Linked DNA regions of Mus musculus: all the other regions are linked to region 4. A link is a contact called in public HiChIP or PLAC-seq, Micro-C and promoter capture Hi-C data. All regions are on one chromosome and are shown on one strand. Each heading gives the region's core, a stretch centred on a gene start, on an enhancer-like site or on the middle of the called end of the contact. The rest is flanking DNA. Distances are from core to core; before and after follow the strand shown. Region 1 holds the start of Eno4 (enolase 4). Region 2 holds the start of Cacul1 (CDK2 associated, cullin domain 1). Region 3 holds the start of Nanos1 (nanos C2HC-type zinc finger 1). Region 4 holds the start of Rab11fip2 (RAB11 family interacting protein 2 (class I)). Region 5 holds the start of Prdx3 (peroxiredoxin 3). Region 6 holds the start of Eif3a (eukaryotic translation initiation factor 3, subunit A). Region 7 holds the start of Pdzd8 (PDZ domain containing 8).

The links. Promoter capture Hi-C pulls out the DNA fragments that hold promoters and counts their contacts. Hi-C and Micro-C count contacts between places; a contact is called where the count stands out from the background. HiChIP or PLAC-seq counts read pairs in DNA pulled down with a chosen protein or histone mark.
Region 1: a contact with region 4 is called in a promoter capture Hi-C map of liver, with 2.6 times the contacts expected there. The contact joins the promoter of Eno4 here to the promoter of Rab11fip2 in region 4. A contact is called at or near these places in 1 of 39 promoter capture datasets (liver), 3 of 484 Hi-C or Micro-C datasets (CD4 T cells, CD8 T cells and LSK cells) and 1 of 9 other capture datasets (adipose tissue).
Region 2: a promoter capture Hi-C map of pre-B cells shows a contact between it and region 4, with 5 times the contacts expected there. The contact joins the promoter of Cacul1 here to the promoter of Rab11fip2 in region 4. A contact is called at or near these places in 10 of 39 promoter capture datasets (HPC-7-derived erythroid cells, embryonic stem cells, erythroid cells and 6 more), 4 of 484 Hi-C or Micro-C datasets (embryonic stem cells, granulocyte-monocyte progenitors, myocytes and 1 more), 4 of 115 datasets of contacts at active chromatin or transcription factors (embryonic stem cells, extraembryonic endoderm stem cells, memory CD8 T cells and 1 more) and 1 of 9 other capture datasets (liver).
Region 3: a contact with region 4 is called in an H3K27ac HiChIP or PLAC-seq map of microglia, with 8 times the contacts expected there. The contact joins the promoter of Nanos1 here to the promoter of Rab11fip2 in region 4. A contact is called at or near these places in 2 of 39 promoter capture datasets (liver and pre-B cells) and 1 of 115 datasets of contacts at active chromatin or transcription factors (microglia).
Region 5: a promoter capture Hi-C map of pre-B cells shows a contact between it and region 4, with 4 times the contacts expected there. The contact joins the promoter of Prdx3 here to the promoter of Rab11fip2 in region 4. A contact is called at or near these places in 2 of 39 promoter capture datasets (liver and pre-B cells), 1 of 484 Hi-C or Micro-C datasets (CD4 T cells) and 1 of 115 datasets of contacts at active chromatin or transcription factors (thymic regulatory T cells).
Region 6: a contact with region 4 is called in a promoter capture Hi-C map of pre-B cells, with 4 times the contacts expected there. The contact joins the promoter of Eif3a here to the promoter of Rab11fip2 in region 4. A contact is called at or near these places in 2 of 39 promoter capture datasets (liver and pre-B cells) and 2 of 484 Hi-C or Micro-C datasets (CD4 T cells and pre-B cells).
Region 7: a contact with region 4 is called in a Micro-C map of embryonic stem cells, with 8 times the contacts expected there. The contact joins the promoter of Pdzd8 here to the promoter of Rab11fip2 in region 4. A contact is called at or near these places in 8 of 39 promoter capture datasets (the 3T3-L1 cell line, cranial neural crest, fetal liver and 5 more), 10 of 484 Hi-C or Micro-C datasets (the AML12 cell line, CD4 T cells, CD8 T cells and 4 more), 7 of 115 datasets of contacts at active chromatin or transcription factors (astrocytes, bone marrow-derived macrophages, effector CD8 T cells and 4 more) and 3 of 9 other capture datasets (adipose tissue, embryonic stem cells and pancreatic islet).

Annotation. Positions count from the first base shown.
Region 1 is chr19:58,941,350-58,944,880 of GRCm38.p6, forward strand. Eno4 (enolase 4) reads left to right here and starts at 2,076. Exons shown (of 14, transcript NM_178689.4): 1 at 2,076-2,272. The coding sequence starts at 2,108. It also overlaps a transcript of Hspa12a not described here.
Region 2 is chr19:60,579,222-60,582,476 of GRCm38.p6, forward strand. Cacul1 (CDK2 associated, cullin domain 1) reads right to left here and starts at 1,802. Exons shown (of 9, transcript NM_030197.2): 1 at 1,107-1,802. The coding sequence starts at 1,497.
Region 3 is chr19:60,753,957-60,757,317 of GRCm38.p6, forward strand. Nanos1 (nanos C2HC-type zinc finger 1) reads left to right here and starts at 2,031. Exons shown (of 1, transcript NM_178421.3): 1 at 2,031-3,361. The coding sequence starts at 2,310. The coding sequence ends at 3,113.
Region 4 is chr19:59,941,425-59,944,879 of GRCm38.p6, forward strand. It overlaps Rab11fip2 (RAB11 family interacting protein 2 (class I)), which reads right to left and starts at 1,940. Exons shown (of 6, transcript NM_001033172.3): 1 at 1,224-1,940. The coding sequence starts at 1,576.
Region 5 is chr19:60,873,231-60,876,250 of GRCm38.p6, forward strand. Prdx3 (peroxiredoxin 3) reads right to left here and starts at 1,308. Exons shown (of 7, transcript NM_007452.2): 1 at 1,202-1,308; 2 at 1-33. The coding sequence starts at 1,237.
Region 6 is chr19:60,789,291-60,792,424 of GRCm38.p6, forward strand. Eif3a (eukaryotic translation initiation factor 3, subunit A) reads right to left here and starts at 1,403. Exons shown (of 22, transcript NM_010123.3): 1 at 1,179-1,403. The coding sequence starts at 1,227.
Region 7 is chr19:59,344,192-59,347,372 of GRCm38.p6, forward strand. It overlaps Pdzd8 (PDZ domain containing 8), which reads right to left and starts at 1,589. Exons shown (of 5, transcript NM_001033222.3): 1 at 528-1,589. The coding sequence starts at 1,396.

The DNA of each region.
Region 1 (3,531 bases), core at 826-3,325, 1.0 Mb before region 4:
TATTTTTAGGAATGCCCTGCTCTTGCAGGATGGTATTCTAAGGCTTTGACAATTTCTCTGCGGGCTAAATTTTCTCTGCGGGCTAAATGTCCATCCCTGTTTCTCATTTCTGAAAAGAAGGACTTACTGCTCACTTAACACCAAAGCAGTTACATGTTTGTGATTTAGCGTATGCAAAATCGATTCACTCATCCAGTAACTGTTTACTGAACATCTAATCTATAAAGGAATATACTGATGCCATAAGTGCAGTACTGAACAAGACACACAAACCCTGTCCTCATGGGACATAGAGGACAGTGGGTTAGAGAGCGAAGAACCCATTGCATAGTGGTCTCAGCCCAAATACTTCCAGTCTTCCATTAAAATATTAAATGAGGGCTGGGGTTATAGCTCAGCTGGTGAAGTGCTTGCCTGGCATGCATGAAGACCAGGGTTCTACCCCTAGCACTGCGTTAACTAGGCACGGTTGCTCACGCCTGTTAACTCAGAACTCCAGAGATAGAAGCAGAAGGGTCAGAAGTTCAAAGTCAGCCTCCACTACACAGCCAGTCTGAGGCCATCCTAAGATACATAAAACCAAGTCACAAACTAGAAAAAAAAAAAAAAAAGGAAAAGAAAATTAAATGAGGTCTGGAGATATAGTTCAGTGGCTGCATCCAGGTGGTAGGCCCAGAGATTCATGCTGAGCACAGAAGAATGAAAAAGAAGAAAGTCAAATGGGTCAGCCCTAAAAGATGAGGGCTCACGTCTGTGGTCCAGGTTTCAAGTGGGCAAGGAGATCAGTAGAAAGAGCAGTCTGCTGGGGGGGTGAGAATGTGAAGCACAGCTTTTCTTAAGACACAAAACTCAACCTTCACAGGATGGGCGAAGGAGGTACCTTCCACAGGAGGCGGGTTGGTATGAGGACGGCCACACCCAGGAATAAAAGCAATGGCAACATTGTGGGCTCGTTTTTAAACAAAGGTGCACTAAAATCCCAGCTGTGAGCGCTCAGCTCTGCGATGGACAAGGAGATGACTAAGTCTCTGCTTCCACCATCCAAGGACTTGCAGCCAGCCAGAGGGGAGGGCAAGTGTGTGATGACCCATCACACCACAGAAAGGAAATCGTCCTCAAAGAGAGTCCAGAGCAGGGAGGAATGGGTCTCGGTTATATAAGCGTACTTACAGAATCAGGTATTTTATCCACCTACATCCAACAGTACATTTATGGAAAACAACTGTTCCCAAATGCCTCTTCGCACTCGGGGTTATTTTAAGTGATTGTCCAGCGGACAGAGCAGGTAAGATTACGTTTTCCAGATGAGCAATGAAGGCACAAGTCTTTTAAGCAACCTGCTTTCTGTTGGGAACATAAAACAGGCAACAATAAAAAAAAAAAAACACGAAAACACCCTGTCTGTCTCGGCCCACTCCTATCCATTACTTGGATCGTCCTGCACCATCCAAGTAACGAGCACAGAAATAAGTTCTATCATTGCGTCTGGTACCTAACTGTCACAGTAAACAGGCAGCCCGCTGCTACAGACCATGACCCAAGGACTTTCTCATGGGCTGCGTTTTGCATGGCCTCCACCTCGCCCTGGGTCTCTCCAAAGCATCATCAGTCTTACTTCCTACACTGGGTTTCACTCTCAGTAATCTCCCCCAAAGGGAGCTTTCTGAGAGAGAGCATCACGAGGCGTGCAGCAAGCACAGTGCGTGGGTTGGAAGGGATGCATGCCCAGGACCTCCACGGCTCAGGAAGGGCACCCTGGGCTCTTGCATCCCTCTCCCTCGTTAACTGCAAGAGTTGAAGTGGCGGGTACCGCTCCCCAGCTTCTGCAAAACGAACTCAAACAATCGTTAAATGCCTCCCCGTCTGCAAAACTGTCCGAGGAACAGTGACAAACGGGGACGAGAGAGCACTAAGAGCGAAGCATTGAAGAAAGGCGAAGTGCGGACGGGACAACGATGGGTCCCGAACGGAAAGCTTGAGTCTCGGTCCACCAAGGGAAGGAAGCCTCGCGAGATCTAGGGGTCGTGATCTCGTTGCGTTGCCTAGCGACAAAAGGACGCTGGCGGGCCCCCTGGCAAAACCCCGCTGTAGCCCTAAGTCTCCTACCATGGGAGATGAAGACGGCGGCCGCAGAGGCGGGATCACTAGGGACCTGCAGAAGCTGAAGCAGCAGGCGATGGCGTACTACCAGGAGAACGACGTCCCGCGCAAGCTGGAAGATCTGCTCAACTCCACCTTCTACCTCCAGCCTGCGGATGTCTACGGGCACCTGGTAGGGACGCGCGGGGAGCTCCCTCCTCCCTCTGGCCCACGCTGCGGCAGCGCGATGCGTCTGCGCCTGCGCAACGGAGTCGCGCCTGCGCGCTGCTGGGCAGAAGGGTTAGGGGATGCCCAGCTGAGAGCAGGGCGAGCGTGCTGCGCGGGGAGGATGCGGAGAGTTGACAAGAGGACCCTGAATGGGTCTGTAGCTCAGGTCTGCTCCGAGACTGGCGAGCTTCTTTTCTATCCAAGGAGCTCACCTGCCGTTGGTTTTCTAAACCACAGACCTGACGCTGAACTTACCTTACCTGCGGGCGGGGACGCAAGCTGGACCACGAAACGAATGCCAGGGACTTGGCTGCAGCCCACCCCGGGTCCCATTCCTTTGGCTTCCACTCCCCCCTGATGTCTCAGATTCCAAGTCTAAGCTCCCAGGTGTGAAAACCTCACGCACCCTGCATTGGCTAGGTACCCAACGTCTCGGGCCAGTGACTGCCAAAATGCAGATTTCACTCGGAGGCCCTTCTCCGTTGTTGACTGAGTGTCCTTGAGCTCTCCTAGGGCCATCCTACAGTAATCCTTTGAGTTACCTAATGGTTGGCTGCTGAGGAGGGGGATTCCTGTGCATCAGATGTGACTTGGAAAGGAGTTGGGGTACCTACCACTCGTTGTCTTCGTCTCTAAAAGCTCTGCAAGATTTAAAACAAACAAACAACCCTCCCTTTTTTAAATAAAGAACTTGGGCCTCAGGGCTTTAACTAGTACCCCCACCCTCACCCCTACCCCTGCACTGTGGGACAAAGGGACAATTATAGACTTTTTGTGGAATAGGTGAGTGAAGGCCTTATAAAGATTTCAATCCCTCTCTCTCTTGCTGAAGGAACTGTTAACTCGTTGTCTAAAAGGACACCTCACCCTGTCTCTTCCTAGTCTGTTAGGCAGCCTGGCACTGGTTTGTACAGCTCTTTGGGAACTCCCATACCTTAGTTAGGGGCGGCCCCATTTGCTTTCTATCCTTTGCTACAACATTCTGACCAAAAGCAACTTAGGAACTTGTTTATTTGGTTTACATTTCCATGCCACAGCCCATCACTGAGGGAAGTCTGGGCAGGAAATGCAGCAGAGGCTATAGGAAGAAAAAAAATGCTGCCTACTGGTTTGCTTCTCATGGCTTGCTCAGCCTGCTTTCTTGGACAACCCTGGTCAACCTGCCCAAGGGTGTCAGCGCCCATAGTAGGCACAGCGCTCAGAAGTCAATCTTGGATCCCTTCC
Region 2 (3,255 bases), core at 552-3,051, 640 kb after region 4:
TAGTTTCACAACTTAATCAACATACAAACTGCATTGTGTAAATGACTGTCATGTGTATGTCTAACAGGGAATAATCATAAACAAAAGTTCCTTTCTACACCCACACCAAAGTGTCTGCCTAAAGCAGTATCTTGAAGGCAAATAAGTAATGTGTGCTAGTCCCATAAATACTTTTTTCTAAGGTTGTGACTATCTGCATCAGGACAAAAAAAAATTTCAACAGCTAGGTGGGCAATTACTGTTATAGCTTAATAAAACTTAACTAGAAATAAAATCTCCAGTTACATTAGGAGATGCCATTCTAAATTTGCAGCTAACAAGGACCTGGCCACCACGTTCCTTTTACACTGTCACCACCACTCTGAACTAAAAAGCACTACTACCTTATTCTTTACCTAGCTATGGAAGCACACTGCCTGATTGTGAACATTTTGGGGTCAGTTTTTATCTTCTATCTGCAAGTGAATTTCAAGGCAGACCGCTAAAAAGTTCAACCTGCGGTAGGATCCTGGTTACAGTCACTTGCTGAACCGCTTCTCTGGAACGTGATTTTACACATCAACTTCAAAGACTTGTAGCAGTTCCCACTACATAGTAGAAGTAACTAAGAATTCCCTGACAGGATGCAAAAACTCACAGAGAACAAAGAGTTGCTAGAGACCAACGTTCAGAAGCCCGATTTGCTAAAAGTACAGCGGCAAAGAATACAAGAACACATTTCTTTGCTCTCTGGTTGAAAAAAAAAGACGAAAGGCCTCTAACGAAATTCAAGACCGCCTTACTTTTCCCTCTCGCTCTGTAAGGTGAAACTTTGAAGGGGACACCCTAGAGAAGAGCTTACTAATGTTGAGAGATGATCAGGAGTATTAAAGATCTTTTCTAAAGCATAAGCTGAGGCTGCGCAGGTGTAACAGGCAACACTGGCTGGCTGGCCGGATACTGGCCGCAGACACCGAATCAGGGTGGGAGGGTTAAGAGAAGGAAAGAGAACTAAGCCTGGAACAAAGGAAGTGGAGTTACTCTCAGGGCGGGGGGATTCCACGAGCTGGTGTGGAGAAGCCTGGCTGGGGGGTGGGGGTGGGGTCGTGGAGGAGGGACAGACTCACGGAACTTGGAGGTGGAGGTGTTGATGTTGATAGTGGAGCTGGAGGTGGGGGCAGGGGCCGTCTTGGCCACCGCGGCGGCTGCGTCGCAGCTCTTCAACATCATGATCACCCCGTTTGGTTCCGGCAAGGGCGGAGGCCCCATCGGGAGCCCTTCCTTAGGACCCTTCCTCTCCATGGAGCCCGCGTGCACAGCCAGCAGCTGTCCCCCCGGGAGTTCTCGGCCTGGATCCGGGATGGACGACGAGGGCCGCGGCGGCGGCGGCGGGGGCAGCGGCGGGGCCGGCGGAGGCTGGCGGAAACTGTCCGCGGCGGCCTCCCAGTTGTTGTGATTCTGGTCGTCCATCATTGCCTCGTAGGTGAGCATTTCCTCCTCCTCCATGCTCTCCTCCATCCCGCCGGGCCGCGGCTTCCCAGGCACCTGCCCGCCCACCTCAGCCCCCGGGCCTGGGAGCGCAGAAGCCGCCTCGAGTTCACATCGCCCGGAGCCCTCGCGGGTGCGGCGGAAAATCCAGTGGCGCACCGAGCGCTTTCGCCCTCCGTCAAGACGACTCCGCCGGAGGAACCGCTGACTGAGGTGGGCACTCCCGGGGTCTGGTTCTGAGAGGCAGCCGCAAAGGGCTGACGTCCCTCACGACATTTTACAGCAGTTTCTTCTGGCCTTTGGAAAGGGCTCTGGGGGAGCGGCCAGGAAGGCACGTGATGCGAGGGACGGCCTGGAGAAAGCTGGGCGAAAAGGGGGCGGGAGCTATGAGTCACCTCAAGGCGAATGCACCCAGCGGCGCGATTCCCTCTCCCTCCCCTCCCCACTCCCCCCTCCCCATCAGTTTAGACCAGGTGTCCAGACCCGGATTCGCTGGCCCCGCCCCCGGCCGACATTACGTGATAAAGGACTTTGGTCTGCGCACGCGCATTCTCTAACTTGTTGCCACAACTAGTCTGGGTGTGCCCGAGAGTGGACCCAAAAACGGCGCACCAACGCTCTTATGTTTAACAGCCCCCTTCCCTTTTCTTTTTTAGTCTTTTCGTCTTTTCTTTTTTCTTTTTGTACTCCAAACTGGGCTCCAACTAACTCCAAGCAGTCCTCTTTCCTCAGCCTTCTGAGTGTCCCTTCATACCCCATGCTGGCTAACCTTTCCATAGTGAGGGTCCCCCACCGACACAGGCTTTTTGCCACCCAGACCTTGACCTCGCAGCCTGAGCCTTTGCTTGGGGAATGAAAGGACAGTGTGGCAGTAGGCCCTGGGTACAGACTCCAAAGGGTAGACTGTTGGTGTGTGCCGTTTTTTAGCCCTAGGTATCCCAAACTAAGAAGGACAGAATATTGATTCAGAAATTGCACAATATACATTCCTTCCCAGAGTATGTGAAACATTTACAAAAGATAAACATACTGTGTCTCTAAGCAAGTGTCTCTGCATGTCTGAGGACTGACATAACCACATTCTCTGACCACTGTGCAGTTAGAAACTATTAGGGTTCTCTAGAGTCACAGAACTTATGGAATGTCTCTATGTATTAAGAGAAATTATTGGGATGAATGACAGTCTGCAGTCCAGCTAACTTAGCAATGGCCAGCTGTGATGGGGAGCTCTAAGAATCTAAGTAGTTGCTCAATCCCACCAGGCTAAGTCAGCTGGTCTTCTGTATAAACTAGAATCCTGAAGAAATAGGTTCCAACAGATGTGTTGGCAAGTGCAAGCAGGCAAAGAATGAATGCTTTTTCCATTGTCCTTATGTAGACCTCCAGCAGAAGGTGCGGCCCAGATTAAAGATGTGTACCACCATGCCTGGACCTAAGCTTTTGTTTAATGGAACTTGCTCTGTCTCAGGCTGGGCTTGAACTCAGAGATATGCTTGCCTCTGTCTCCTGGGATTAAATGTGTATACCATCTTGTCTGGGCCTAAGCTTTTCCTGGGCACTGTGCCTCAAGTTCTAGATCAAAAGTGTGTGTCATCCCATGTCAAGACCTGGGTGTCTTCCAGCTTCAAGATCGGGATTGCAGGTGTTCCCTCCATTTCTGGATTGTAGTTCATTCCAGGTGTAGTCAAATTGACAAACCAGAAATAGCCATCACAGAAACCATTAACTGAAGGATAACTGGTAAGTCCCCACTGTGTTAATCTTTTATCAACTCATCAATCTGAAAGT
Region 3 (3,361 bases), core at 781-3,280, 810 kb after region 4:
CAGGTTATGAGCTAGTCGAGAAACAAGCCAAAATTATTGGTGTAGGCATTTACTCTTATATAAGAAGTCACAGAGTCATTGTATTTCAGGGAACAAAGAGGCTGGGTGGAAAAATCACAAGGCTATAGGCTCAAGCAAAGCCGCACAATTCCAACTTACTTCTTTCCAGCTACGCACCGATGTAAATACAAACTTAGCCTAAAAAAACCTTCTGTGCTGTGGTGTTCAGGGTGGTCGCCTGCCTTGAGTCCTGATTCTAACCGTGACATAGTCACTGTTTGACCTTCAAGAACTCCATCTCTTCTTGTGGGGGGAGGGGTGTCCTCATTTTCTTCACCTGTAAAGACTAAATTAGATGATCCCAAAGATCCCTCTTACAAGTGATCTGTTTCACCCGCACATTCATTCTAACCCTAACCCAAACCAGAACCAAATTCTGAGCATCCTTTGTATAACCCAACAGACACACTGTGGCATTGGTTTGCCTTACTGGCCTTCATTGGACTTTGCTGGCGGATGCCGGTCTTCACTGACAATGCTCTGACATTGGCGTGATTTCTTTGCTGATCTTCACTTTTCGTGACTTCATAGAGAGTAACTTGCAAAAACAAAAAAAAAAAAACCCTCATATTTTGGCGGCTTCCTGCCACTTCCATGGACCCACGCCCATTGTTGGAGCCTCATGGTTTCTTCTGGATTGGTCTGCAGCTACTGATTCATGTTTGGTGACACTATTGAACTGGACTGCTGATATCCTGACAACAAAGGTCGGAATAACTACTTCTAAACAGGTCCATGACCCCCTTGTCCTATTAACCGTTCTTCCTCCCCTACCTTTGGTAGGCTATAAGGTAGCCTGATGTGTTGAAGAACCTTTATTGAAGTAGGTTTGTAAAAAAAAAAAAAAAAAAAAAAATCTAAGCCAAAACATGTGAATGTGACCTACCACCCAAAGAAAACTCACAGCATCAGAGGAGAGGTCTTACCACCTTGCTTCCATTGACACTGTACGGTACAGAGTGGGAAAGCTAGATCAGCCCTCTCCTCTGCAGAGCATTTTCTGACCCTCATCCTAGGTCACATTCCAGAAGAGTCCTCGGTGTCTTTTCCTAGTTTCAAATTATTTTTTGAGGTTGTTGGTGTTTATCACTTTAAGTTGCTTCTTTTCCAGGGAAGAGCAAGACTACTTCTTTCCCTCCTAGTAAGTCCTTTATTTTCCAGGGTTTTACCAAAAAGAGAAAATGTTATCTGTTTCAAAGCATTGAATATGCTGTTTTTCAAGTTCCACAGACCCTAGATTTCCATATAAGCACCCTGAAGAGGAGCTTCACACAAACTGGTCCGTAGTAAGAATTTCTAGCCCAGTTGTAGCCTCCACCTAACCTAAGTAAGTGAACAGCCTACGGCCCCAATTTCTGAACACCTGTTGGACCTGTTTTGATCCTCCACTACTCACTACCATATAAACTATATAAATCGTGAGCTTCCTCCCTGAGCCTCAAAGTTTGTGGGAGGACTTCACCCTGTGGAAAGTGCTCCAGAGCGCTGTGCCAACTGAAGTCACTGGGTCTTTAGCTGGGCTCTGATGGGAGCTAGCGCCTAGCCTTGCCTCCCCCAGCTTTTCTTGCTGATGATGATAAAAAGGAAAGTGGTAGCTTCAAACCATAAACCCGGTCCAGCCAAACCTGCAAGTGGATGCAAGTGCATCCCAGTTGCTTCATTGCGATCTGTGCCATTGGCATCCTCAATACCCCGCAGTGAAAAAAACAAAAACAAAAACCCAAGCTGGGTTACCGGCTGAGGTCTCCACGCTCGTGCAAAAGCAAGCCCCAGCCACCGCCTCATTCAGTCGCTTTCTGCACAGCCATTCCCTCCCAGCAAGCGCCGCCCGCCCCTTCCCCGATCGCCACCAATCAGCGTCCCGACCGGCGCCCGCGGAGTCAGGTCCGCAGCCATTGAGCGCCAGGGCCCGAGGCGGCGCCTCACCCGCCCCCTCGCAGGATGCCAGGCGCCCCGCAGCTGGTGAGGTGGGCGCAGCGCACGGGGCGCAGGAAACGCGCGGGGCTGGAGAAGAGCGCGCGCCCGCCTCCGCTCCGCCTCCGTCCGGGGGCGCGGGCGCAGTGGCCCGGGCGGAGGATCGCAGGGGGCAGGGCCGAGACAGCGAGGAGGGGCACAGGAGAAAGCGGGAGCGATAAAAGGAAGCAAGGCTGCCCTACCCCACGGCAGGCCGGCGGGCAAGCTCCTGCGTCCCTTCCGTCTGGCCCTTGCCGGCGGCGGCGGCGGGGAGGCGCGCGGCCCGCTGCCGGCCCATGGAGGCTTTCCCTTGGGCGCCACGCTCGCCCCGCCGCGCCCGCGCCCCCGCGCCTATGGCGCTCGTGCCCAGCGCCCGCTACGTGAGCGCCTCGGGCCCGGTGCACCCGCAGCCCTTCAGCTCCTGGAACGACTACCTGGGGCTTGCCACGCTCATCACCAGGGCTAGCGACCGCGGCTCCCCGCATGAGGGGCCCGGGCCCACGGCGGCGGGGCCCACGATGGGGCCGCCCGAGGACGATGAAGACGATGACGGCGAAGAGCCGGAGGCCGGGGGCCGCTACCTGGGCGGTGCGTTGGAACTGCGCGCACTAGAGCTGTGTGCCGGCCCCGCTGAGCCCGGGTTGCTGGAGGAGCGCTTCGCTGAGCTGAACCCGTTTGCAGGGCGCGCCGCCGCGGTTCTGCTGGGCTGCGCGCCCACCGCCTCCACCACCGCCGCCGCCGCATCCACGGCCGAAGTGACGCCGCGCGAAGAGCCAAGCCCTGCGTGGGCTGCCGAGCCTCGTCTGCACGCGGCTTCCGGGGCGACCGCCGCACGTCTGCTGAAACCGGAGCTTCAGGTGTGTGTGTTTTGCCGGAACAACAAGGAGGCGGTGGCGCTCTACACCACACACATCCTCAAGGGCCCGGACGGCCGGGTGCTGTGCCCGGTCTTGCGCCGCTACACGTGCCCCCTGTGCGGCGCCAGCGGCGACAACGCACATACCATCAAGTATTGCCCGCTCTCCAAAGTGCCACCGCCCACCGTCCGCCCGCCGCCGCGCAGCAACAGGGACAGCCTGCCCAGCAAGAAGCTGCGCTAGGAGCGGGCTGCATCAAGCTGTGTACACCTGAAACCTGCGCTCCTCTCCCTTGCCTCAATTTGGGAAGTCGTCTTGATTTTACGGAAGCCGCAGGAGCGCAGCACTTTCTTGTGGAGTGGTCGGTCTCTGACGTTGAAATCTTGAATTTTGTCCCTAGTTTCTAAAACGCGCATCCAGAACGGTGAGGGCTGAGCGGGTGTACCACCGGTTGAGTTGCGGTGAATGAGGCGCTGTTTACTGTATACGTC
Region 4 (3,455 bases), core at 690-3,189:
ATTTACCTATTTTTTTTCTTCTTGCATTTCTAGTATTTTTTCTTACATACACTAAATCTTAGGTAAAGACTTTATTCAAAACAAAAACAATTCTTATTAAATGAAGTTTGCTGGCAGGTTTTACAAAGGAAATAAAGACAGATAAAAGATCACTATACTTGTAAGAAATTAATGTGAGCTTAAAGTTATCATTGCAAAAATAGTGCTCTAAAGGGTAGGTAGATGAACATGCATCAGGACTGGGTTTTGTTCTTTTTTTTTTTTAAGCTACTTGGGAAAAGTGCAGTCCTCTGATGAGTTCCCTCAGCCCTCTTTTCACAAACTCCAGCCATCTCAATGAGCCTTCAGGCCCATTACAAGCTCTGCGTGTAAGGTAAGCGTGTACAAGCATGTAAGCTAAAAGCAGGACAGCAGACCTACCTTTCCAAAGATGCTACTTGTTTCAACTTAGCACATAACATCCTAGTGTTGATTTGAATTTTGATTTCTTAAATTAAGTATATCTAACTTAGGCTAGAAAGTTCAATTTCAAAAGCCATGTTTTCATCGAAGAAGTCATTAAATCACTGCATCACAAGACTGTAATCACTGTCTCTGATCTTACACAACAGCTTTGCTGAACTAATTCTTCAGTAAACAATAGCTCCACTATACTGTAAATTCAAAGGGAAAATGTCAGTGGGCTCAAGACTGAAGATGTCTGTGCAGACTTCCAAAACTTTTGTTCTTTTAACAACTTTCTACCCTATCAAGAAGTACTGACCCTGAAAACTGGTGGAGCAAAAATAAGGCCAACTGTTTCCAATGCTGAAATAAAGAGTTCTAAACCTAGTAACTTATCTTTTGACACCCTTTACTAGTAATTTATTTTTTTAACAGTGCTCAACAAACATAGACCTAATGGTACGCATATATTTAATTTTCTGGTTTTCTAGTTCATGCTCTAGGCCTCTTATAAAAAGTATTAAAACCCAGTGCAAAATATTCCACTAAGAGCTCTTAACCTCACACAGAAATGAGAAAAAAAAATGGTTTACTAATCACTCCATTAAAAAAAAAATCAGAGTAAAGGCTATTTCCCTTCAAAGTCATGCAAAGAGAAGTGCTTAATACTGGATCCTATTTCAATCCCAAAGACCAATGCCTCAAATATACTATGTTCAAGAACAGTAAATCCATATATCTTTAAGTACCCAAAATTCAAAATAAATTATATAACTTACTCTGTTTTCCTTCTTTGTTTGTCCTCAAAGATGTCATTGAGATTGATTGCCACCTGCCCTAAAAACTTATCCAGTCCCACCAGGGACCTGTGCATCACTATAAGAAAAAGAATGTATTTCTCCGGACTACCCTGCATGAGCAACCCAGGCAGCTCAAAGGAGGCCTCCTCCTTCCAGACCGGCTCCAGGGTTTTCTCTGCTACAGATGTAGAATACTTCTCTTTGCCCAACTGAATTATGGTGTATGTGTCATTGGTACCACTTTTGCCTTTTGGCTTCAGATCTTTAGCTTGGAGCACTGTGACCTGCACGTGGGTTGGAAACCACTTTTGGGCTTGCTCAGACAGCATCATTCTGGGTTTTTTGTTTTGTTTTGTTTTTCGGTTTTGTTTTTTGTTGTTGTTGTTTTGTTTTCTCTGCGCAGAGTTCAGAAGCGCAGGCAGAGCCCCTCCCGCGGGGAGAGCCCCGTACCCTGATCACTGCATCCTTAAGAGCACTTCAGTGAGCTGGGCAGTCAGGGCTGCCGCGAGGTCCCTAAGGGCTGCTGTCAGGAGGACCGGTAGGGAGGCCGCCGCCGCTGCTGGGGTCCCTTTCTTCCGTAGAAGCACAGGGGCCCACATCACCTCCGCGCCTTCCGGGCCTCCGCGCGCAGCCCCGCGCCCCGCTTCGCCGCTATCCTGAAACCTGCGCCCCTAGGGCCCGGCCTCCGCCCCGCGCGGCCCGGCTCCTCCTCCGACCCGGCTGATACGAACCGTCGACGGCCGTGGGGCCTGGCTCCCTCCGCCCGCCCGCGCGGCCTCGCCTCGGCTCCTCCCCCCCAAGAGTGGCGCAGGCCTGGGCGAGCGGGGCGGAAGCGGCCGACCTGGACCGGTGTCGGAGGGACGCGGAGCGCGGGTGGCAAACCGAGGCCGGGCGGTGTCACCGGGTGAGGCCTGGCCAGCAACCCGCGGCTCCTAGCGCCCGGCGCGCGGCGGCCGCGCCACTTCCGGGTTGGCCGTCTCCATGTTGAGTGGGGCTGCGCGAGGGGCGGGGCCGGGCGGGGTTGGGGGTCAGCGCCTCCCTGGTTGCCTTGACGACGGGGCGCGCGGTGCGGGACGCGGAGGCTGGGATGCGCGCGCTGGACGGTGGGTGCTGAGGTTCCAACCTGTCGGTTGCAGCGGGCTGGGGAACTGTGAGCCCGCAGAGGCCGACAAGGGGTTCTGGGAGGCGGCACTGGGCCCTATACACCGCCCGCTATTGGGAGAGAACCGGTTTCCATCTTGGAAGGCAGAAATCTGTTCCAGCTGTGTGTTCAGTCCTAGCTGGGCGCTGGTGTCCTTTAATGGTGGTAGTTCTTCTTGAGTGACAGTTCAGACTTCGTCCAACCGTTCTCCATCGTCTTGAAGAGGAAACCTTCAACTGACTAAAGGGACCTCCTCCTGAGCACAGACCAAAAGCAAAGGATGCAGATAGATTCCAAAGCTTAATAAAGATTCTCTTGCTTAATAAAGATTCCCTTGCTTAATAAAGATCATAGACGCTTTGGGATGGCGTCAGAAGACCAGGCCCCCATGCCTGCCACCATAATTCTACGGAACTATTTAGTCTTTTTTCCCCCTTTCTAAGTTGTGTGTATGGCGTCCAAGTCAAAAGCATTCCCTGAGCGCTCACTGTCAAGTCCTCCAGGAATCCAAACCCCAACTTCATGGCCAGAGAGGACAGGAGTACTGTCTCTGCTTTTCAGTCTCAGGAGATGCATACTACCTCTGTTGACTTTATTTCTGTCCATGTCTGCCTAGGAAAATTCTGAAGCTCTTTGGACTGCACTTCCTGGCAGCACATCCAACCTGCGGCCAACAATAGCTATGAATGAGGCCAAACCCAACCTTAAATGCTATGAGAGTATTTAACTGCATTGTGCTTTTCTTCAGGGAGAACTTTGCAGACAGACAACAGCTCTCCAAGCAATGTCAAAAGATTAGACATCCCTGAAGGACTTTAGAGAACTAAGCATTAAACAGACATGCTAACCAATCTGTTGACTGACTAAATGCTTTTCTCCCTTTATGGGACTAATTTTGAGAATAAATATGATAGATAGGAATGTGCTTTATCCAACTTAAAATGGTCATAAACTGTAAGGTATTGGGTTTATTATTATCGGGCAAGTTTTAGAACTTCTGTTATACAAGCTGAGTTTCCATCCCGGGGAGAGCTGAGTTTCCATCCCGGGGAGACAGTGTTTGAAAAGGC
Region 5 (3,020 bases), core at 58-2,557, 930 kb after region 4:
ACTCCGGGAAATAGCACTTGCATGACGAGCAACCTGGAAAGAAAAATGCTTTCAATTAGGAAGGCTTTCCGAAAGGGTGACTGAATTCTGCCTTGCTGCTGTCATCCTTTGTTAACGACCCTTTTCCCAACGAAACAGATACCAAATCAAATTAAGAGCATGGGTTGAGTCTACAAGAAAATCATAAGAATAAAGCTTCAAGAATAAAAAATCTCCAAAATTTCAGGAAGGCTAGGCCAGGCTGAGTAGTTGTACCCTCCCCCACCTGGAGCTAACTGCTGCATCATGTAGCCACATCAAGGTTTTTCTCAGAAAAAGTCCCTTCCAGGCTCTCAGTCAAGGAATAGGGTGAAGTTCATGCACTGGGAGTGTTTGGCCCAAGCTCAAGGTTAGTAGTGTTTGCTCAACTTTGATGTCCAACATGGGACAGGAAATTAAGGGCTGAGCCCGGCGATGAGAAAGGAGAGGAGGATGGCTGGCAAGAGGACAGACAGTAGGCTGCTACTAGAGAACAGCAGATACCAAGGCAGAGTCCAGCCTGAGTGTGGGAGTAGAAAGAGGCTCCTGTTACTGTTTTTACTCCCGTTACTTTGTTTATACTCAGACTTAAGTATGAGCCCACAGCCATGTCGAGATGTAGGAAAAACTAAGGTTCAGAAATGTGAAGTCAAGCCAGACAGCACTCCAGAGGCAGAGGCAGTCGGATCTCTGTGAATTCCAGACTAGCCTGAACTACAGAGCGAGTTTCAGGATAGCCAGGGGATACACTGAGAAACCCCGTCTCGAAAAACCACACACACACACACACACACACACACACACACACACACACACACACACACACACACACACACGTGTATCTTGGCCAAGGTCATATTTGGTGACAGATCCTAGAACACAGTAGTCAGCATACTGGCCTCAAAAGTCAGGCCTGGGTGCTTTAGTGAAGAAACAGCAAGGGGACCATCAAGCACAAGGACTTGTTGGAGAGCACATCACCCACGGGGATAGTGTAAAGGCTGTCCTGCGCAGGGGCTAGGGCCTTTCTAGCCGCAGGAGGCCTAGAGGTCCCCGAGCTGAGAACTCCCTCCCATAGGAGCTAGTGGGCAGCAGACCTAAGGGTGCGCGATCCGGTCCTGGAAACAAGTGCGGGCCAGAGTCGCTGTTGTGTCATGCGCCTGCCCAGCTGCCAGCCACTCACCGAGGACCAGAGCAACCTTCCCGCAGCTGCCGCCATCTTCAGAGCACGCAAGAGGCACGATAGGCGGAGATACCGAGGAGTAGCCGGAGCACGCCGGGTGTGCTTCTGCCTGGGGCGTGGCTTCTGCTCCGGGCTTCCCTATGAGGGCGGGGCCTCAGCGAGGCGGGGCTTACGAGGAGTGGGTGGAGGAGGGGTGTGGTTTATGCAAAGAGGCTGGACCTGGGTGTGTGGTTGTGACTTAGGGGAGAAGCCGTAGAACCACTCCTTCCAGCTCAGGGGGAAATTTCCCTTTGACCTCCTGAATACCTGAATGCTTGGATTCCTATTTATGGTACCGACGTATAAAGATCAAATTCAATTTAGGAAGTAGACACTTATTGACATTTCCTGTTGATTTTGTTTCGCTAATTTAGAGTAGTAGAAAGTGTCTGTCTGTGAAAGAATCCAGTTCCCTTTCTATCTCAGGTGGGATCTTCTGCCTTCTGCATTCAGTGGAACAAACTTAGTTATCTGAGTTCTTTAATAAGCTAAGCGACTTAGGGACATCAGAGTTTAGTGTGCTTGAAAACCTTTGATATTGTGTGGGGGCGTTCATTTGGCCTCTCCTCAAAATTGGGATAATTGGGACACATTTTAAATCAATTTATTTGTTAACGCAGATACCAAGTAATGATTGGAGGGCACGGTTTTGAAGTACCACATCAAACACAGAATAAAATTCACATGATAACCACACTAAATGCCATGTCTAAGCTGGTATTTTCCAAGCACTGTTCTGTTACTAATATAGTTTCTCACATCTGCATATTATCTAAATAATATTTTCTTTATGCTAGCTCATTTTAAAGTGCAAATAATCTTATGGGAAAAGAAATGTTAAGTAGGAAATAGTTAAACTTCTACTTATAACAGTATAAATAGAAGGGAATTAAAAATAAACACACTAGTGCAAAATACTGCAAAGTTCCAGCTAGATACAGTTATTTGCTGAAAGTCCGAGTTTTGTTGAAAAGAAAGAGAAGGTGGTCAGAGGCATTCATTTGTAGGTCAGATGATTGAAAGAAACCTAAAAACATTTTGAGTTTCTCATACTGAGATCTGATGTTATTATTTATTTATTTTGCTCTCTACTATATCAGAAATATTCATAAAAGAAAAAAATTATAAATCTAGCTGTCCATGAACCATTAGCTGCTACACAGTGTACCTGTCTTGTGGAGAAAAAAAAAAAGCCTTATACCTAAAGAGACATCTCAACAAGTTCCTCACAGCACTTGCCTTGAACTTAACTGGTACCCAGTGTATGTGTTTGGTGTTCAAGTCTGTGATGGAATATAATTCAGACATAAAAAAGGATGAAGGCTGAGCTTGATGGCTTATACTTGTAATTTCAGCACTTGAGAGGCTGAGGCAGGAGGATAGCCAAGAGTTCAAGGCCAGGCTTTGCTACAGATTAAGATCCACTTGAAACAAAACAAAACTCTGAAGTGTGATAGCACAGGTCACCTTCTTGCCTGTACTTGCTTCTTCTTCTTTTTTTTTTTTTTTAAGATTTATTTTATTATTATTTATTTGTTATATGTAAGTACACTGTAGCTGTCCTCAGACACTCCAGAAGAGGGAGTCAGATCTCGTTAAGGATGGTTGTGAGCCACCATGTGGTTGCTGGGATTTGAACTCCTGACCTTTGGAAGAGCAGTCGGGTGCTCTTACCCACTGAGCCATCTCACCAGCCCCCTACTTGCTTCTTCTTAGTACTGAGGTTACAAGTGTACTCTTACTCATATTACAAATATAGGTAGAATTTGCTTTTGGAGTA
Region 6 (3,134 bases), core at 153-2,652, 850 kb after region 4:
CTAACCACAAAAAATATTAATGTATGTAACCAACACATCTTCATTCCTGAAAATTATCAGCAGTATTCTTTTATTATAAGTTTTGAGTCAAATGGCCTTTTCACAAAATGTAACTTCCACTTCTAACAAGCTTGCCAAACAAAAACCTGCAACATACATGGTTTATTTTTCCAGTTTGGACTGGAAGGGTTGAAAAGGGCACAAATACTGAATTATCAGGTTTTATTTTAAAAAATAAAAAGCAATTTTTAAAGGTCAGATCAGATATGCGCACACGAGTTTTCCACGACACAATGTCAGAGATCCGGGCAAGTCTTTCCTGCAAGCACTAGGCTTAATTAAGCACACGTATGGAAATAGAAATAGCACTCAGTGGCTCTGCGGTGGAGGAAAAACAAAAAAACAAAAAACAAAAAGCTGATCTGGATATCAAGAGACCTTGGTCTTAGTTTTCTGACACTCCCAAGTGACCTTGGGGAAATCACTCTTTCTAGGGCTTGTCTGGGTAGATCATTTTTAAATCCCTAAAGAATACTAACTTTACTGGATTCGAAATACTTTCGAAATGACCCTCATCATTTCGGGGGGTGGGGGGGAGGACACCACAGGAAACAAGTTAATGGAGCAGAGGCCTGAAGTGCAAACTAGTAGTGAGGGAAGTAGACCCTGACCCAGAAGGCCTCCGCGTGGGATCAGGAACCAGACGTGCCCGAGAGGTGGAGTGAAGGTAGACTAGCCGGCTCCCGACCCCGGCGGGAGGTGGAGCGGAGGTTCTCGCGTGCATTGTCCCCGGGAGGGAGCCATGTTTCCTCCTCCCGGCACTCCCAGATGGCGGCAGGGAGCGCGGGGCTTCCCAAGCAGCCCGCGGGTTTGAAAAGCCAGCAGAAGGCCGATCGTAGCGAAGAATCGCAAGACCCGAGAGTCCTGACCCGCTGGGCCGTGGCCCTGCGACGCAAGCCTCGGGCGGCAGCCACTCAACACACACCAGAGCGACGGTTCCTGATCCGCGCCTTCCGCCGCGGCCCGCTTGAGTAGGGAGGCCGTGCGCAGACGCGGCCCGGTGGCGGCGGCCGTGACCACTGGCCTCCACAGCCCGGGCTGCGGGCAGCAGGCGGAGGCCCTCGAAACTCCCAGGCCTCGGGCCGGCCCTGCGCGGCGCGACCCGCTGCCTTACTCACCGTTGGCGCGCTTGAGGGCATTTTCCGGCCTCTGGAAATAGGCCGGCATCTTGACGGTACGCTCAGTTCACCCGGCGTCAGCGAACTCCCTAGTGGCCTGGACCGGGAGAGAAGGCGGAGGGGAACTAGCGCGAGCTTCCACGCGCCTCGCCAGCAGATGCCCGCGCCCAGCCGGCCAGAGACGGAAAGGAAGGAACCACGTGATTCCCTCGCGGCGGCAGCGCCGCCGCCCGAGCCCCGGATGTAGGAGGCAGGCCTTTGCGCATGTTCCGCCTTTCTCCGCGCGCAGGCGCGCTGGCGTCTCGAGCGCGGGCTGACGTGGCGCTGGGTGCCGAGCAGCGCGAGCTGTGGTGTTCTTTGGTTGCGGGAGGGAACCTTCGGGACCGTTTTCTCCGACCACCTCTGCCCCCCGCGGACACAGAGTGGGAAAGGGAAATTTGCGGTCTGATCTGCGACGAGAAAAGGCAGTGTCTACACAGTCATAGCCAAAATGACGTGCGCGGAAGCAGGCCGCGTTAGGGTCGCATCGCCTCTGCCGGGACCTCTCCTGGAAAGGTTGAAAATACTGAACGGAAGTGCTGACCCCGTATCGCTGGCCAGTGGTGTTCATCCCTGAAAAATAGGTCACCAGTCACTTGATTGACAAGGAAGGGGAGGGAACAAACGAATAATAAACAGAGTTATTTGGTATCCTCCTAGGGTTAGTGTCCCAAGGATTCCCGAAAGAAGGGGAGTAGAAGACCCAGGAACCTGGCTTGTATATTTGAAAATACGCGAGTGTCATCGATTTTTACATACAGCTCACGTCACAAACAAATATAAGAAATGTGTTGGTGAAGAAATGGCTTATTGCAAGCCATGTCTTTTATTGCTACCTAACAAATGTAGTGTTCACAGATTAATTACTATGCTTAGAGCTTGAAAGCCATTTAAACCGCGTCGAATTATTAGGCTCTTGGTAGGAAATTAACTTGAGTTCAGGGCTGTGGCTGTACAGTGGCTGAGCGCTCCTCTAGCACACACAGGGGCCTCCATAATCCCTGGCACCACACAAAGGTTCAGAGAAAATTCAGGAAGAAAAGAATAAATTATTGTAAGTTTATTACATATTTTACAATAGTATGGGACATGTGAGTTAATGAGATACTGTGTCAATGAATGAGGAAACCTTAAAAAATAAATAAAACCTGAGCGTGGTGAGAATCTACGCCTTTGGCCTTTGATCCCAGCACTCAGGAGGCAGAGTCAGGCAGATCCCTGTTAGTTCCAGGCCAGCCTGGTCTATACAGGGAGTTCTATAGACCAAAGCTACACAGAGGAAAACCTTTCTCGAAAAACAAATTAATGAGAAATATTTTAAAGCTATTTAAAGGTCTGAAGAGATACTAATCTTGCAGAGCACTCTAGTTCAGCCACATCAGACTGCTCATAACCACCTATAACTCTAGTTTTGGAGTATCTATCATCTCTGGCTTACCCAACACTTGCATTCACATGAACATACCCACTCAAAGATACAGGGCACACTAAAAACAATAAAAAATATGTTAAAGTTCATTTCAAGAGTTCTTCCTCCAGAATGCTTAGACCATGCTAAATCATGAACTTTCACCTTCCAAAACAAGTACCCGGACAGGATTGGTGTAAAAGAGCATCCAGTATTTACAAGCTTTACCAACTGTTTTATGGGCATGATCAAAGGGTTTCTTTGTGTATATTATAGTTAAGTCAAATTTTAAAAGCCAAACATAAAGAGCAAATAGTTCTTTCATGCAGTTTTTAATTACATAAAAATTACTTCATAGGCTAAAGAAAGACTCAAGCAGTAAAATAAAAAGAAACTTGGCCTAAATATCAGAAAAGGCTTTCTCACATTCTCGACTCCATTATCATAACAAAAAATAGTAAAATAGAAGCTGAAGAAATGGCTTAGCAGTTAAGAGCACTTTTTGCTCC
Region 7 (3,181 bases), core at 339-2,838, 600 kb before region 4:
CTGTTTGTGGTGAGGAGCCTACTTCCCAAGGGCAGATGACAGTTACCCCAAATTCACAGAGAAGACCACCTGGCACCGGACTCAACTCCTCCAAATCACATCCCTCTACAACAACCCGTGCCTCTGCCCGGAGAGCTGCCAAGGCCCGTGCCACACAGAAACACCCGGGATGTGAGCACGCCCTTCAGGTCTGCAATGTGCCCAGGAACAACTTTTCCACGTGGTGCAGGAGATGCTGCAAAGGCAGACACAGCCGCTGCCTTCCGGTTGCAACAACCACACACAAGTGTGTCTCAACAGACCCAGGAGAGGCACTCACTGACTGGCCAGGGACAAGGCGCTCAGGCCTCCAGCTCCCTGTGCTGCCTTGGCAGCACGGGAAGTGCCCACTACCCGCCTTTCTTTGCTTGGGGGCCTCAGTCCAGGTGGAAGCAAACTGCAGGCCAGGGTCGTGCTGGGAATCTGCCTTGGCCCTTCCCTGGCTAACCTCCCCCGGGTAGCCTCGGCTCCCCTGACCCTCCTCTCACCTGATCTTGTAACTGGGCAGGGTGTGCTTGCGCTTGATGATCTTCTTGAGCTGGTTGACGATGATGGAGGTGAGCTGGGGCATGGGCCGCCCCTCGAACTGGGAGCGCACCTCGAAGTCAATCAGCGGGTCCTCCACGAAGGAGAAGAACCAGTGGGTGAAGGGCACGCGGGTGAGGACGAAGCGCAGCCTCCCCACCACGCGAGACAGCTTCACGAACAGGTAGGCGGACTTGCCAAACACCAGGTCCACGTCGATGGCCAGGTGGAAACCGCCGTTGTACTCCACCTCCGCTTCAAAGGCCAGCTCCTCCGGGCAGGTGGCGGGCAGCGCGTCCCCGTCGGGGTCGTCGGGCTCGCCGGTGCCCGAGGCCACCACGGGCCGCACCAGCCGGATGGTCTTGATGAAGGGCACCGTGTCGCCCAGGAACACGTCGCGCAGACTCAGCCCCTCCAGCAGGCGGCCGGCCGTCTTGGTCTGCAGCAGCTCCTCGAACTCCACCTTGATCTTCTTGGTGACCCAGCGGCGGGCGAGCGCGGTGTCCCGCAGCTCCCGGAACAGGAACAGGATGGTGGCGTTGAGGAAGTAGCAGGTCTCCAGCGTCGGCGGGGCCGGGCTGTCGGGGGTCGGGGTCGAGCTGGCGCCGGCCTCGGAGGAGCAAGCAGCGAGCTCCTCGGCGCCGCCGCCATAAAGGTACTCCCTGAGGGGCAGGCCCGGCACCGGCTTAAGGTAGCGGAAGCCGTCGCCCGCGCGGGCCGCTTCGTCCGCCCGCGGCTCGGGCTGTCTGCGGTAGAGTAGCAGGAACTGTGCGAGCAGCGTGAGGAACGAGCCCAGCACGGCCGACGCCAGGATCAGGAGCAGCAGCCCCATCCCGCCGCCCCCGCCGCAACCCTCGGCCTGCTCCCGCGCTCTCCGCGCCGCCCTCCTCCTCACGCCGTCGCCCCCGCCGCCTCCATCTTGAGGACATCGGTCGCGGATGAGCGGCTCCCTGGGCCCGAACCGAGCGTCCGCAGTCCGACGCTGCCTGGCGGCGCCTTAGCCCGCCGCGGCCCCGCGCCTCCTCAGACGCTCCCCCGGGGGCGGCCCGAGCGGCGGACCGGCGGCGGGCGAGGGCGGGAACGGCGCCTCCCCACAGAGCCTGCGCTCATTGGGCGAGCGGCGCGTGACGTCAGAGCGTGCGCGCCCCCGGCGCCGGGCGCCCCGGCGCGCTTGGACGCGGGTCCTTTCCCACCTCTCGGCGCGCTTCCAGCGCCGCTCCCCCCACGCCCCTGCATTCCTGCCGCCGGCGGCGCGGCGATCCGTGCGTCCGTCGTCTCCGGAGGGCGCGAGATAACGGAAGGAGACCTGGATAAGTCGGGCTGACGGGGCCCGGCGCGGCCGTCCGTTATTCCGCGCCCATCCCCCGCGGCGGCCGTGGGTCCTGCCGGATACCTCTGTGGCGACCGCCCAGCATCCCTCAGTGTGTTGCTGCCTCCCCTGCAGGGCAGCGCCGCAGAGAGCCTGAGCACAGGCGGTTGGGACACTGCCCGAGCCGGCCAGAGGACAGACTGCATCAGGGATTGCCATCGCTAGCCCGCACAGACCGGCAGACCTGCATCCGCAGAGAATGGGCCCCGAGAAGGGACCAAGCGGAACCGCGAGAAGGGGACTAACTTTCCTACCTTGGGGATTTCAATTTAAGTGAGAAAGAAGTTTATTTGAGGTCTGGGAGGAGTGGGTGAGCTGAGTGAATTTGCCAGCATATTGGAAGGTGTCTTAGCGACTCCATTCAGATTGTTCACGCCCCCCTCCTCCCTTCTTTCCTCTCTGAGGGCATTATCCGGAGTCCATCCCTCAGGCCATTACTTTTAGTGCCTACCAATTTCACAGAATAACCCGTGGTACCCGTGGCATAGTAAAGAAATTGCTTAGGGGTCACATCGTGGGATCCTAAGTCCTTGGTTTCTACTTGGCATAATAACACGGAGGATGCTGGAGGTTTTTTTTGGGGGGGGGGGTTGTTTGTTTGTTTGTTTTTCGAGACAGGGTTTCTCTGTGTAGCCCTGGCTGTCCTGGAATTCACTGTGTAGACCATGCTGGCCTCGAACTCAGAAATCCACCTGCCTCTGCCTCCCAAGTGCTGAGATTAAAGGCGTATGCCGCCACCGCTCAGCTTAGCTTTTTGGTTTTGAAAATAAAAAATAATAAAAATTTAAAAAGCCGATCAGGGATCAGGTCCCAGTTGCTCCATAAAGGAGAGTTGGAGATGCAGAGACTGGGAAAAGTGGAAGATTTTGCAGAGGGTACCAATAGAGCCAGAAGCCTTTGTGTTCCCTGGCAACGGTGTTTCCTCTGGTGCTTTCTGACTACTCAGTTGTTACATCACAGTTTTTATCTGTCCTCACCGACACAACTTGTCTAGTCCTAGGGAGGTCAGGTATTCCGCTACTAAAACCCTCGTGGATTCAGGCTGGCTCTTGAGACATCAGTACAGGGATCCTTTCTAGTCTTGACTGGGTGATTGGAGCCTTAAACCAGAGTTCTGACCCAGCTGAGCCAAGTATAGAACTTTGGAAGCAAATTGATAATGTAATGAAATCTTATCAACCAGATTGACTGAGAAACACCTAGGGAGGCCTAAATGTGTGTCTGGGAGTGTCTTTGAGGGCATTTGCC